Regions from separate parts of the Mus musculus genome. Here region 2 is linked to region 1. Evidence: chromatin contacts called from public Hi-C data. All regions are on one chromosome and are shown on one strand. Each heading gives the region's core, a stretch centred on a gene start, on an enhancer-like site or on the middle of the called end of the contact. The rest is flanking DNA. Distances are from core to core; before and after follow the strand shown.

What was found. Hi-C and Micro-C count contacts between places; a contact is called where the count stands out from the background.
Region 2: a Hi-C map of granulocyte-monocyte progenitors shows a contact between it and region 1, with 1.6 times the contacts expected there. The contact joins two enhancer-like sites. A contact is called at or near these places in 3 of 484 Hi-C or Micro-C datasets (the G1E-ER4 cell line, embryonic fibroblasts and granulocyte-monocyte progenitors), 5 of 115 datasets of contacts at active chromatin or transcription factors (bone marrow-derived macrophages, cardiomyocytes, double positive thymocytes and 2 more) and 1 of 9 other capture datasets (embryonic stem cells).

Annotation. Positions count from the first base shown.
Region 1 is chr1:92,213,843-92,220,332 of GRCm38.p6, forward strand. No RefSeq gene overlaps it. Among named protein-coding and RNA genes, the nearest start is that of Hdac4, 37 kb to the left of the region's middle. Within about 2 kb of position 2,624, at least 139 of the 459 cell types and tissues checked have an H3K27ac peak or open chromatin away from gene starts, as enhancers often do. A contact at or near this core is called in bone marrow-derived macrophages and granulocyte-monocyte progenitors, where this site is marked.
Region 2 is chr1:92,369,599-92,375,535 of GRCm38.p6, forward strand. No RefSeq gene overlaps it. Among named protein-coding and RNA genes, the nearest start is that of Gm35992, 7.0 kb to the right of the region's middle. Within about 2 kb of position 3,238, at least 122 of the 459 cell types and tissues checked have an H3K27ac peak or open chromatin away from gene starts, as enhancers often do. A contact at or near this core is called in bone marrow-derived macrophages and granulocyte-monocyte progenitors, where this site is marked.

The DNA of each region.
Region 1 (6,490 bases), core at 1,374-3,873:
ACGAAAACTAGCCAGTGAGTCTTCCCAAAGCTTTCACAGGACAGCTGCTTCCTGATCATGACTTTGGATCTTGGGATTTTTCCCTTTTTTTGGCTAATGGTTGAGCATCTTTAGAACTCAGGGTTCCCATTGCAGCTAGGCCAGTGTCTCATTCAGCGTTCTATTGCTGTGGGGAGACAGCATGACTTCAGTGACCCTTATAATGGAAAACATGTAGTTGGGGCTGGCTTCCAGTTTCAGAGGTTTGGTCAGTTGTCATCATAGTGGGGAGCATGGCAGCACGCAGGCAGACATTGTTCTGGAGAATTAGCTGGGATTTCTACATCCTTGTCCATTCAGATCCATAGGCAGCAGGAAGAGAGAGATTCTGGGCTTGCAATGGGGTTTTAAAGCCCCCCACCCCACCCCCTGTGACACACTTCCTGCACCAAGGCCACGCCTCCAAGTCCTTTCAAATCATGCTACTCCATTTGAATGCTGGTGACCAAGCATTCAAGTCTATGACCCTATGGGGAACACTCTTATTCAAACCACAACAGCCAGGTTGCCTGCAGGACCTACCTCAGTTCCTGGCACACAGTGGCTACCTAAGGAATGTCTCTTCCCTTCTATGGGTGAGGTGATCCGGCAGTTGGACTGCCTAAGAGTCCTGTGGTGGCTGGTGGCTATGGTTGAGCTGGAGACAGGTCCAGCTACCTGCCTGAGATCCAACATGGCTTCAGGGTTAATGTTGTGGAGAGGACACCAGGCAGTGGGCATGCTGGGAAGAAGTGAGGCTCCAAAGTTCCAGGGATCCGGGAATTGTGATCTGGGTCTTATAGGTCTGGTAAATGTTTAGCATATGGCTGGAGTGTAGAACCTGGCCTTTCTTTGATGTAAACATTTACACTGTAGCTGATACCTGGAAGAAATGGGAGCATGAAGTCCAGCTTTGGGGAGCCGAGGTGACTCTAGGATATCACTGGAGAAACAGCTGACCCCAAGTACAGGTTCTGGGGTCAATTCCACTGAGACCTTATGACTGTTACTTAATGTCTGTCACCCACACGTCCTGAGGAAGATCAAGCCCTTGAACTTTAGAGCTGGAAGGCTTGGTCCCCTTCTGGTTACTGCATTTCTGGGCTTTCTGTTCAGACATTGGAAGTTGTAAAAGTAGCACACAGAGAGCAGCTGTCCATCTCAAATTAGGTGGAAGGACCACCTGGTCAGCAAGGGAGCAGAGCCAAGCCCCAGGTGGTGACCTAGGTAGACAGGATGCAAAGGATGAGGAGAAAGGCAAGGCCTTCTGGCAAGGCTGAAACCTCTGCCCAATTCTGCTCAGGCTGGGTCAGAGGGCACCGCTTTGGCCTTCTGGTCTACCAACAGGAGTCAAGGCTGACAGCGTCTGACTGTGAACACAGAGGAAATCCTGAAAAGCCAGAGAAATTCATGGTGTTCTTGTAAGAAGCAGCCTGAGACCCCTCCCACTGCCACGGCCTCCCTTGTGCTGTAATAGCAAGGAGACACACTTCGGACCCCGATTTCTGGGCCTGGAACCTCATGTTTTCCTCTCTGGAGAACCCCTCATTTCCCGGAAAAGTACTAGTGCTTTGTGACAGGCCGGCCTCTGGCCTTGTGAAATTCAGTCCTAATCCCTTGGTTAATAAAGTGACTCATGTCTGGGCTTGCCAGCTCTTTGTTCCAGGAGATAATAATAACTTGTGCTGAGTGACCCCTTGCGCACAAGGAGTCATGTCTGATTAGCCAGTGCTTTGTCTTTCATGACTGCACACACTTTCCTAGCCCTCTGAGCAGGGAGAGTCCAGGGGCTACCATGGCCCGACCTTGTAGGTACCTGTATGGGCTCTGTACATTTTCCAGGGTGCCTAACAGGTTGTGAACCACTCTCACTTCCCAGAGAAGTACCTACACTTGGCCTATTGTCCTGTGGCAAACATCTTCTGCCCTTGCGAGCTGGGCTGCTTTTGGGATCTCACCCAGCTGAGAACATGCAGCAGAGAGGAGCAATTAGTTTGTATTCCCACAAACATTTTTCACGGATTCAAGTCTCTCTCAGAGAGAATGAACCAGAGGGTAAACGGAACCATAGATTAAAGGGCTGATGTCGGGCAATTCTTTGAACTATTTTCTTGGGTTTGAGCCATCATTATTTGTAACATTCTATGAAAAGCCAGAAAATAATTGTTTTCTCCCCTGACTGATTTTGTTCTTTTCCTCTTAGCAAATATTGATTCTCTCCCCCTCCCCCCACCCCCTTCAGACTTGGTGCTGAATGAAGCTGAAATTAACAGGGCTGCTTTTGTTTAATACAATGAACAAAAACTTGTGTTGGAGGGGTCTTGTCCTGCCAAAACATCTGCGCATGGCCCAGATGGCAACTGGGCTCTGGAAATAGGGCCTGTGCGCCTAACTCCTGCCGAGTCAGCGCAGGGGAATGAGCGCGCTGCATTTTAATAGGTCCTACAAAAATAGTAACTTTCGAAAACTTCTTGGCAACAGAAGTCTTTTTTTTTTCTTTTCTTTTTTTCATTTTTTTTTAAAGAATGTGCAGAGATGTGGGACTTCCCTATTAGAGACTAAATAGAGGAAAGTGTGGTTTCAAGCTGGAGATCTGCTCCCAAGAGCTACAAGGACACGTCTGTAGCACAGACTGACTGGTGCAAGTCACAGGATAGTGGGAGATGATGGAGTTCCCCCAGTGCTGGTGACATCGCTGTCCCAGGCGCCAGGATTGTTTTCCTCTCTCTGAAAAGTTGTGAAAAAAAAAAGGATGTTCACCGGGAAGCTTTGTTTTTGTTGTTTTTGTTTTGAGGCATAGACCCAGGCTGACCTCAAAGCCATTGCATAGCCGGGGGTGATCTTGAACTCCTGGCCTTCCTGCCTATATTCCCAAGCACTGAGATCACAGGCATGCACCACCACGCACAGTTTCTGGTGCTTCGGATTAGATGTAGGGCCTCATGTATGCTGGGCTTTCCCTACACACTTAACTGTTACCCAATGCCTGGAGTTTCGCAGGGTTATGAATGGCCCAAGACTGAGGGTGCAGAAAGAGAAGTGAGAGGAAACCATGCACACGTCGTGCGAAGACGTCCGAAGAAGTCCAGGGTCACGGCTGTTTTAGGTCCTGGCACTGGTTTCAGATGCTAGCTCTGAACGTGTTGCAAGCTTTCAGTTCCACTGTAGGAGATGGTTCCAGGTCTTACAGAGGCCTGTGTCTCAGTGTGGCAGGTGAGCGACCTGAACTTCAGCTCAGGGGACTCTTAGGGCAGAAGCCCTTCTGTACTCTGTTGCTTTTTATCCAAAACTTTGTTTATGAGTCTTCGTCATTTCTGCTTTTCTGTTGCCAGTGTATAAGTCACAACTTTCCTATTATCCCTCCCTTCCTTCTCTCTTCCTTTTAGATTTATTTTATTTGTGGTATGGGTGTATGTGTCTGTACAGGCACACTCAGATGCCAAAGGGGGTCCCTGGATTGCAGCATTAGTGAGTTGCCAAATAAGGGTGCTAGGCTTCCAAATCTAGGTCCTAACAATCCAGTGAGCCCGCTTAACTACTTAGTCATCTATGCACCCCACTTCCTCCTTCTTATCTAGTCCAGGTCTCATTATGTATCTCAGGCTGGTCTACAACTGACTATGTAGCCCAGGCTAGCTTTGAAGTTGTAGCAATCCTCTGCCTCAGCTTCCTCCAAAGTGCTGGGTTACAGGTGTGTGCTCCCCACTGCCACCTAGATGGTGGCTTCCACTGACCCTGGCAGGTATGATTTTTTGGGGACTAAGGTTTCTAATTTTGATTGATTTTCCCTACATGTATGTAAATACCTGTATCTCCCCCCCCCCTTTATTTTTGTTCTTTGCCTTGGGTTGAAGATCTTTTTCTGTTCAGCACTTGGGAGAACAGACTTACATTTTGTATCAAAACCCTTTGTTGATTTGCCTTTCCAAGGAGCCCTGTGTAGGGCAATCAGTTCATCCTCATTCACACAAGGCCCTGCGGTTGTAAAAGTTGAAATGAAAAGTCTTGGGGGGTGGGGGGGCACAGTGAGAGACTCATGGGTAAAGGCACTTACTAGCAAGCACAACAATTTAATCTCAATACCCAGACCCTACATGGTAGATGGAGAGAACGGATACCTTCATGTTGACGCGTGCACCCATGGAATAAATAAATAAATAAATAAATAAATAAATAAATAATAAATGTAAATTAAAAATTGTAAAGTCTTAGGGAGACTTCCTCACTCTCGAGAAAACTGGGCAGCCTTGTCTATCATTGAACTGCCATTGGCTTTCTTTGATGTTGTACCCTGAGGTTGGGGCTTAATTTCACTTTTTCCTGAATGGATAACACGAAAGCACAGCAGTGCTTACACTTCTCTGTTTAACACATGGTCAGCTATCTTGCAGAGCTCCCTTTGGTCTCATGCTCTTTTGTTTTTTTCTGTCCCAGTTTTCCAGCAGTGGTGTTGACAGCTTCGAAGGCTGCTGTTCCTTTTCCTGAAGACTGTATTGATTCTTCCTGGACCGTTATTTATTTATTTTTATTTTATTTTATCTTGATACAGGGTCTCTCTTATTATGTAGTTCTGGATGTCTTGGAACTCACTCCATAGATCAGGCTAGCCTTGAACTCATAGAAATCCACCTAGCTCTAGCTCTGCCACCCAAGTACTGGGATTGAAGGCATATGCCATCATGCCTGGCCATGGACCTTTATGATTTCAAATAAGGTAAAAACAAATGAAAACAGAGTGCCAATTTGCAGAAAAGATTTTGTAATTTTCATTGGTACTGCGTTTGAATCTATAACTATTTATTGAGACCAGGAAAAATTGATATACTCACTATATTGATCCTTCAAGTCTGTGAACATGGTACTTCCTTACTGATTTAGGACTCCTTCATACATTGTATTAGTTTTCTACAAAGAGATTGTACCTTTTGCTAGATTTATTATTGAGATGCTTTCATTAATCATATTTTAAGGATAGTATATTTAAACAGTGTTTTGCATGTATGCATATGTATATATATGATTTCTGCACACTGACTTAGAGCCTTCTGTGCTAAACTCATTAGACATTACTCATGGGTATTGAAGCATTTGCTCTATTTCTCTAATCCTTATGCCATTCGTCTCCTTCTCTGGCCTCACTGTGCTGGTGAAAATTTCCAATACAAATCAATAAAAGCGAGGTGATCCTCTTCCTGCTTTAGACCTAGAATACAAACATGCCACCATTTTATCAGTAAATATGCTGGACATTTTCTTATTGTTTATATACCAGGCCCTTTATTATATTGTATTTTCCTGTTTTCCTAGGTATAGTCTGGATACTTTCTTTCAAGTCTTTTTCCAGCTTACTAATTCTTTCCTCAACTGTATCTAATAATCTCCCTGTAGTTTAATGTTTTTATTTTTTGAGAGGGGTAATGGGGAGTATTCGTCTATCTATCTATCTATCTATCTATCTATCTATCTATCTATCTATCTATCTATCTATCGTGTGTGTGTGTGTGTGTGTGTGTGTGTGTGTGTGTGTGCTTGTGCCTAATGAGTCTAGAAGAAGGTGTTAGGTCCACTGGATCTAGAGTTGTTAGAGGTTGTGAGCCACCAGTGTAGGTGCTGAGAGCTGAGCGTGGGTCCTCTGGAGGAGCAGTATGTGTTTTTTCCCTGCTGAATCATTTCTCCAGTCCAGCCACTCCTTTTGTAATTAGGATTTTATAAGTTTTAAACATATGTGTTCTTTATTCCTGTTGACACCCAATAATTGCACATCTACACAGAAGTCATGCTGTTCTGGTTATTGTTAAATCTATACGCTCAGTCTGCATCTTTAACATCTGTTAAGTCACAAGTTACAGTTTACTATCCACTCCAGATAGTTTGAAGCTCATGTGTTATTTTTTTAAACACGGTACATGAATTTGTTTTAAAATCTGCAACCCAAATGATAGCTGGAGTCTTGAGCCTGCTTATTATTATTTGTTGTTTATGCCTGCTTTGATCGTGACAAGCTGTATTGTTATGCACTTGACTATTTTTTTTTATGAGAGTACCTCCAAAGCATCAAAATAGTGTAAATACAGGAAAAGCATGGGATACGCTGGGTTGGCTCAACCAATTCCACTTCTGTGTAGCCACTCAGAAGCCATTGCTAAATAGAATCATTGGAAGTAGAAGAAGAAGAGCCATCAAGGCTCTTCTTTATTGGTCACTGGAAGAAGCTGACCAGTTAGTACTCAGTCACCATGACAACAGAGAACCATCTGGAACGAGAAACTATGGCACATTTAGTCACCTCCACACATGCTAGTCCTGAACGCCACCTCTTTGACAAGTCATATTGGCCTAACTGTGTCTCCTCCAAAGCAAAAAACTCTAGTTCCAACCCCAGTGCTTCAGAGTGCAACTGTGTTTAGAGATGAGGTCTTTGATGAAGGAACTGAGATGAACTGAGCTCTTTGAGCTGAGCCTACATCAACAC
Region 2 (5,937 bases), core at 1,988-4,487, 160 kb after region 1:
GCACAGGTCCTGTGTGCCTGTGTGACTGTGCCTCACCCAGGACCAGGTCACCAACCAAGATCCAGGCACCATCAGGGCCACATTACCTTCAAGGGTCCAATAGAGGATCTGTTCTTTACTCTTTTGGTCTCATGGCTCTAGGCTTCCTTAACTTATGGCTGTATCATTCCTAGCTCTGTTTGTCTCTATGGTCATGTGGCATTCATATACACCTTCATCTCCCCTTCCTCTCAGCCTCTTCTATAAATCTCTATGTGAGTTTTCTGGGGCTACCATAATAGCACCATTATAAATGTCCTCCCTGTTGCAGAGACCGAAGGTTCCCAATCAAGGTGTGGGTCCATCTGATGCCATTAGAAAGACCTAGCCTGATCTCCTCAGATGTTGGTCACTGTCAGTGTTTGGAATTTCCCCCAGCCCCCCCTCCCCCCGCACACCCCCTCCCTGCTATGGCACCTCTATAGCTTCTGCCTTCGTTTTTCACACACTATCACATGGCTGTCTCTGCATTTAACTTCCTCTGCTTTAAAAGTCTTTCCTACTGGATCAGGGCCCACCTGATGACCTCATTCTCACTTCATTTCCTGAAACCACCCCATTCCCAAAGATGGGATTTCAGTGTATTTTAGGGGGCATGATTCAGCCTAGGCACCGCTTCCTCTTCCCTTTCTTAAATGTCACTGTGTTACTGAACAGCGCCGTGCCCCCTCCCCAAGGAACCCCAGGGACCCCTTCATCTTAAGCACATTGTATAGGTCAGCCTCACAGGTTCTAGAGCTCGGGGTGTGGACAGCTTTCTTGGGGCCACAGTTCATCCACGTGTGCCAGGTCAATGGGGAGCACATTTACCAGGTCCAGCCATGGCTCTAGCATAGCTCGATGGACCTGTGCTTTCTAACTTAGGTTAATATATACCATCTCTCAGTATTTTTTTTCAGTATGACTTCCAGTAATAGCTTTGTCCAATTTTTACTGGATTTTCCCCTTTGGAAAGCTGATTTGTGGCTGCCTCTTGAAAGAGAGAAAAGAAAGAAAGAAAGAAAGAAAGAAAGAAAGAAAGAAAGAAAGAAAAAGAAAGAGAGGGAGAGAGACAGAGAAAGACGGACAGACAATGGACAAAAAGAGTAAAAGCAATTTGCAAAGGGGCCCCATAGGAATCTGGTGCTCCCCACAGGGTGCTGGTGCTCCCCACAGGATCCTGGTGCTCCCCACAGGGTACTGGCACCACCCTACATAGAACAGGAACCCTACCCCCATAGGATTAGCATCTGCAATGACAAACAGACACACTGTTTTCAGGAGCAGTAGGGAGAGGGTGCTGTCAAAGAAACAAGGTCTGCAGGGCCATTCATGCCCAAGCGAGCAGCAAGTTTATGGGGATACACTAACATAACAGCTTATTGGACAGCACCGCACTGAACAGTTTGGCCTAGGTTGACTGATCACACAGGGTGATGTTATGTCCTGGGACTGGCCGTGTGCTCATAGTTACCACGGGCCAAAGGAAAGAATGGTAGGAGCCAGAGAGTCCCCTGCTTTCTGGAGATTCCATAGGGACCTATGTGTGAGCCAGGCCAGGCCCATCCTGTTGTTAAGCCAAAGGCTTCTACCAGCATGGCATGAGTGTGACCAGGGTGTCTTTTCCAGAGAAACGCAGCCAGGGTAAGTCTGTCCTATGCAGCAGTTAATGACACTGCCCTTTCCCTACCATGAAGATGCCGGGAGGCATATGAAGTGGTCCAGCATAGCTTGAGCCACTGGGTATGGGGTGTGGCCAGGAGCCAGGAGATGGGACCTGACACTTTGCTACAAAGCCAAAGTCAAGCCAATAATCACAGAACTCAGCGATGTACCCTAGAGCCAAGGGCCCTGGACTATGCCACACCTGTAGCTCCTGATGCCTGGGCTCTGAGCCATGGCTGGAGCAGGGATGTCCTGAAGCAGCACGATGCTTTTCAAAAGCTGTCTAGCACCTGAGCTTGTGGTGCTTGGCATTGCCCACCTGGCCTGCCCAGTCCACGGGCTCAGCTTCCAGCTCTGGAGTCATGGGGAACTGGGCCCATTTCCTTGGGTCTTCGTTGCAACCCAATTGTTTCATCCCCCACTCTCCCAGAATATCCTAAGAACTCTCCAGGCAAAACCACACTCCTGTCCATAGGGCAAATAAAACCGAAACAGCTGCTATATTTAACGGAAAACACATCCTGTTGCCATGACAACCTGTGTTCTAAAATTAGAAACGCCTCACACAGTGGGGTAGCTGCCATAAAGAGAACTGCTCAAAATTGCCTCTCCATCCATCGATCCTCTGCAGGGGAGCTTGGTGCCCCAGCCCAGCCCACCCACGCTGCAACCATCATTCTGGAACCGATGCGGTCTCCACGGTCTGAAGTGGAAGCAATCTCTCTCTGGTTTCCTCCGATTGTGCCTACATTCAGGCTGAGGGGTTTCTGTCCAGTAAGTGCAGGTTCTCCTTCATTAGGAGTCACCTGACCATCCCATGCCAGATGCTTCTGGCATGCCCTCCTGGGGAGCAGGGCGAGAATCTAGTGGGAAGGCAACCAGGAGTCCAGAGCAAGGAGGACTACACCCTGGGGACCCTGGTCATTCCACCTTGCCTTCAGATGATCAGAGTTTTGCCAGTATTTCACAGGGCTCTGTCTACAGCAAGTTTTCACCTCTCAGAGCCCAGCCCCCTGGCCTCAGTACCCTGGCCTGACCACTACACATCACCTAGGAAACTAGGAAGTTGGATACTTGGGAAGGGGGGGGGGGAAATCACTCCTTACCAGAGAGCTTCAGGAAGTCTTTGCACTTATCAGACATCAGGACCCCTTTCTCCTCCCAGGTCCTGGGACTCTGCAGGCCTACTCCTTGTGGTCCCTTGGGCTTGTCCCTGCCCATTGACCATAGGCTCATGCCCATCCCCCCTCCCACCAGTGGATGCTTCTAAGTGAGTCACTGAGAAGTCCATGCTCCCCTGAAGGAGAGAGTGAGATGAGAGATTCCCACTTGCTGTAACCCTGTGGTCATATTCATTTTCTCTGTGCTGGTCTATAACTATTAAGACACAAGAGTGTATGGTCACCCAGTCACGGCCCTGGATGTCTTGTGGTCTCTGACGCCCATGACCGACCCCATGTCATTATTCACTTCCTCCCAAGCCCTGGAGGCACTGCTCAGCCCTCCATCCACAGCTGCTATCCCCAGTGATACAGCACCGGAACCCAGCAGGACAGCACCCTGGAGGCACACATGACAGTGGCTGTCTTGAGTAAGAGCCTCTGTGGTCACTCACCGGAAACCCTCAGGAGATGCTATTAAGCTTGTCAGACAGGGGGCAGCTCCTGAGCCTTCAGGAGATTTCCAGGATGTCCCTCTCCCCCAAGAAGTTAGGTAAGAGGCAAACAATATGAAGCCAGGGTGAGGGAATCGCTTCAGGAATGTAACCGCCAATAAAGCTGCCCAGGGTGTTCTGGTGACATAGCTTTCATGATTTGTCACCTATGCTGGGCTGAGATTTTCAGTGATATGGGTCTCCAAAAGTCAGCCATGTTCCTGTAAGGAATACCATTAAACTCACTGGTGTGACAAACTGGACTCAGATGGACTCCTTTCTTTGCTCTCAGTGCCCCATCTTTCTAGGCGAAAAGACACTCCTTTATGTTCCCAGCACCAGCCCAGGGTGGGAGTGAGGATTCCTGCCACAGGCCTGCTTCTGTTGGGTCTCCTCTGTGGACGAGACATAGTGTGTTGTAGTGAGTTCAGCCTTTCGGCTACAAAGGCCCTGGACGTTCCCAGTGTACTATGGTCACAACTGGAGTTGCTACTATGCTCACCCCAGGTACTGGCTGGTTTTGTGTGTCAACTTGACACAGCTGGAGTTCTCACAGAGAAAGGAGCCTCCCTTGAGGAAATGCCTCCATGAGATCCAGCTGCAAGGCATTGTCTCAATTAGTGATCAAGTGGGGAGGGCCCATTGTGGGTGGTGCCATCCCTGGGCTGGTAGTCCTGGGAAAGCAAGCAGAGCAAGCCAGGAGAAGCAAGCCAGTAAGTAACATTCCTCCATGACCTCTGCATCAGCTCCTGCTTCCTGACCTGCTTGAGTTCTAGTCCTGACTTCTTTTATTGATGAACAGCAATGTGGAAGTATAAGCTGAATAAACCCTTTCCTCCCCAACTTGCTTCTTAGTCATGATGTTTGTGCAGGAATAGAAACCCTGACTGAAGACACCCCAGGTACTTGGTGAGCGTACACTCTGTGTCTCTAGAAAAACAAACAAACAGACAAACAAACAAACACACACATAAAACACCTGGGAGCAGGATTGCTAATCCAGACCTTCACACTGCTAGCTCTCAGCAACTGCCAAGCTGCCCCTGTGCTGGTCGTATGCTTCCTCAAGACCTGTGCCTTGGAAGTGCCACTGCCTGGACCCCCAGCTGTGCACCACTGAGGGACGCAGTGGGCATGCTTGCTGTGAGAAGAGGTCTGAGCCTGTATCAAAGAACAAAACTGCCCACCCTTCACTCCCACCACACCTCCTCACCCCATCTCTTTGGTTTCAAACTGCCAGGTAAGGATTCTAAGGTCTATGGTTTTTAGGGAGCTATGCTGTCTTTTCCAGTACATGTCAGCATATACCCAAGGGGCTGGCATCACTGCCAGAGGTCACTCACAGCTGGTACCAGTGACAAGGGAAGCTGAAAGAGAAGATTATTTCAGTTTATAGTTTGAGGGTACAATCTTATAACAGGGAAGGGACAGTGGCAAGAGCTTGAGGCAGCCGGTCACGTCACAGCTGTAGTCACAGAGCAGAGAGACGCCAATGCTAAGCCTGGTTTCTCCTTTTGATTGAGTGTAGGACCCAAGAGACGGTGCCACCCACATCTAGAGGGGGGCTTCCTTGCTGGTTAACTTCTCAGGGACGCACCCACAGGTATGTTCCCATGGATTCAAAATCATTTCAAGTTAGCAATGGAGATTAACCACCACAGATTTAGAGGCGAATTTGTAGAAAAGAACACTTGAGGTTTGGGACCTCAGGAATGGGGACCTGGTTAGGTGTGTGAAGTGGTTGCTTTGCCAGCATGGGGACCTGAACTCAGACCCCCAGCACATGTGTAAAAGCCAGGCATAGTGGTGTGCGTCTGGAATCCTAGCCCTGTGGGGTGAGGGAGGGAGCACAGAGACCAGTGTTCCCTTCAAGCTCAGCTGCTACATAGCTTTGCCAAACCTGGTTCCAAGTTAGGTGAGAGACCCTGGTTCAAAGCATAGAGTGGAGAGCACTAGAAGAAGCAAGCCCACACATTGCAAGAACACATATGTGTGTGCACACCCACACAATCTTGTGAGTCCATGTGTGTGGGCACACCCACAAAATTGCATAAGCTCAAGTGTGTGGTCACGCCCACATGCATGCCTACACACACACACACACACACACACACACACATCTCCAACAGACTTGGTCCCACCTAACAAGAAGAGTCCCTGTGAGAAATCGCCCAGTGTCACCCATGAGAAGTCTCTTTAGCACAGCCGAGGGAAGCAGGGTCAGAGAACCTCAACCTAAGAAAGCCCACCCACTCCCACTCCCGCAAATGCAAATACGTGAAGCACTGGACACATCCATCTCACGTCTGAAAGAGATGTGGCAGGGCTCTTCCTGGACATGATGGCAGCTCTGACATTGTATCGGCAGTACCAGTAGCAAGTTGCCAAGTCTTTCCTAAGTAGTTATCGATTTGTTTTTTGAAAAGTTGATTTGGTCAGGTTGGGAATGGAATTACCACTATATTTTCTTTATAGGAAGAATGGTATGCAATTATATGAAGAAACCATGAAAACCGCAGACAGAACAGCAGAGAGACACGGAAGGTTGGGAGTTACCAGTGACTGTTGGTGTTTGTCTGGTCTCTGATGCTTGTGGTACT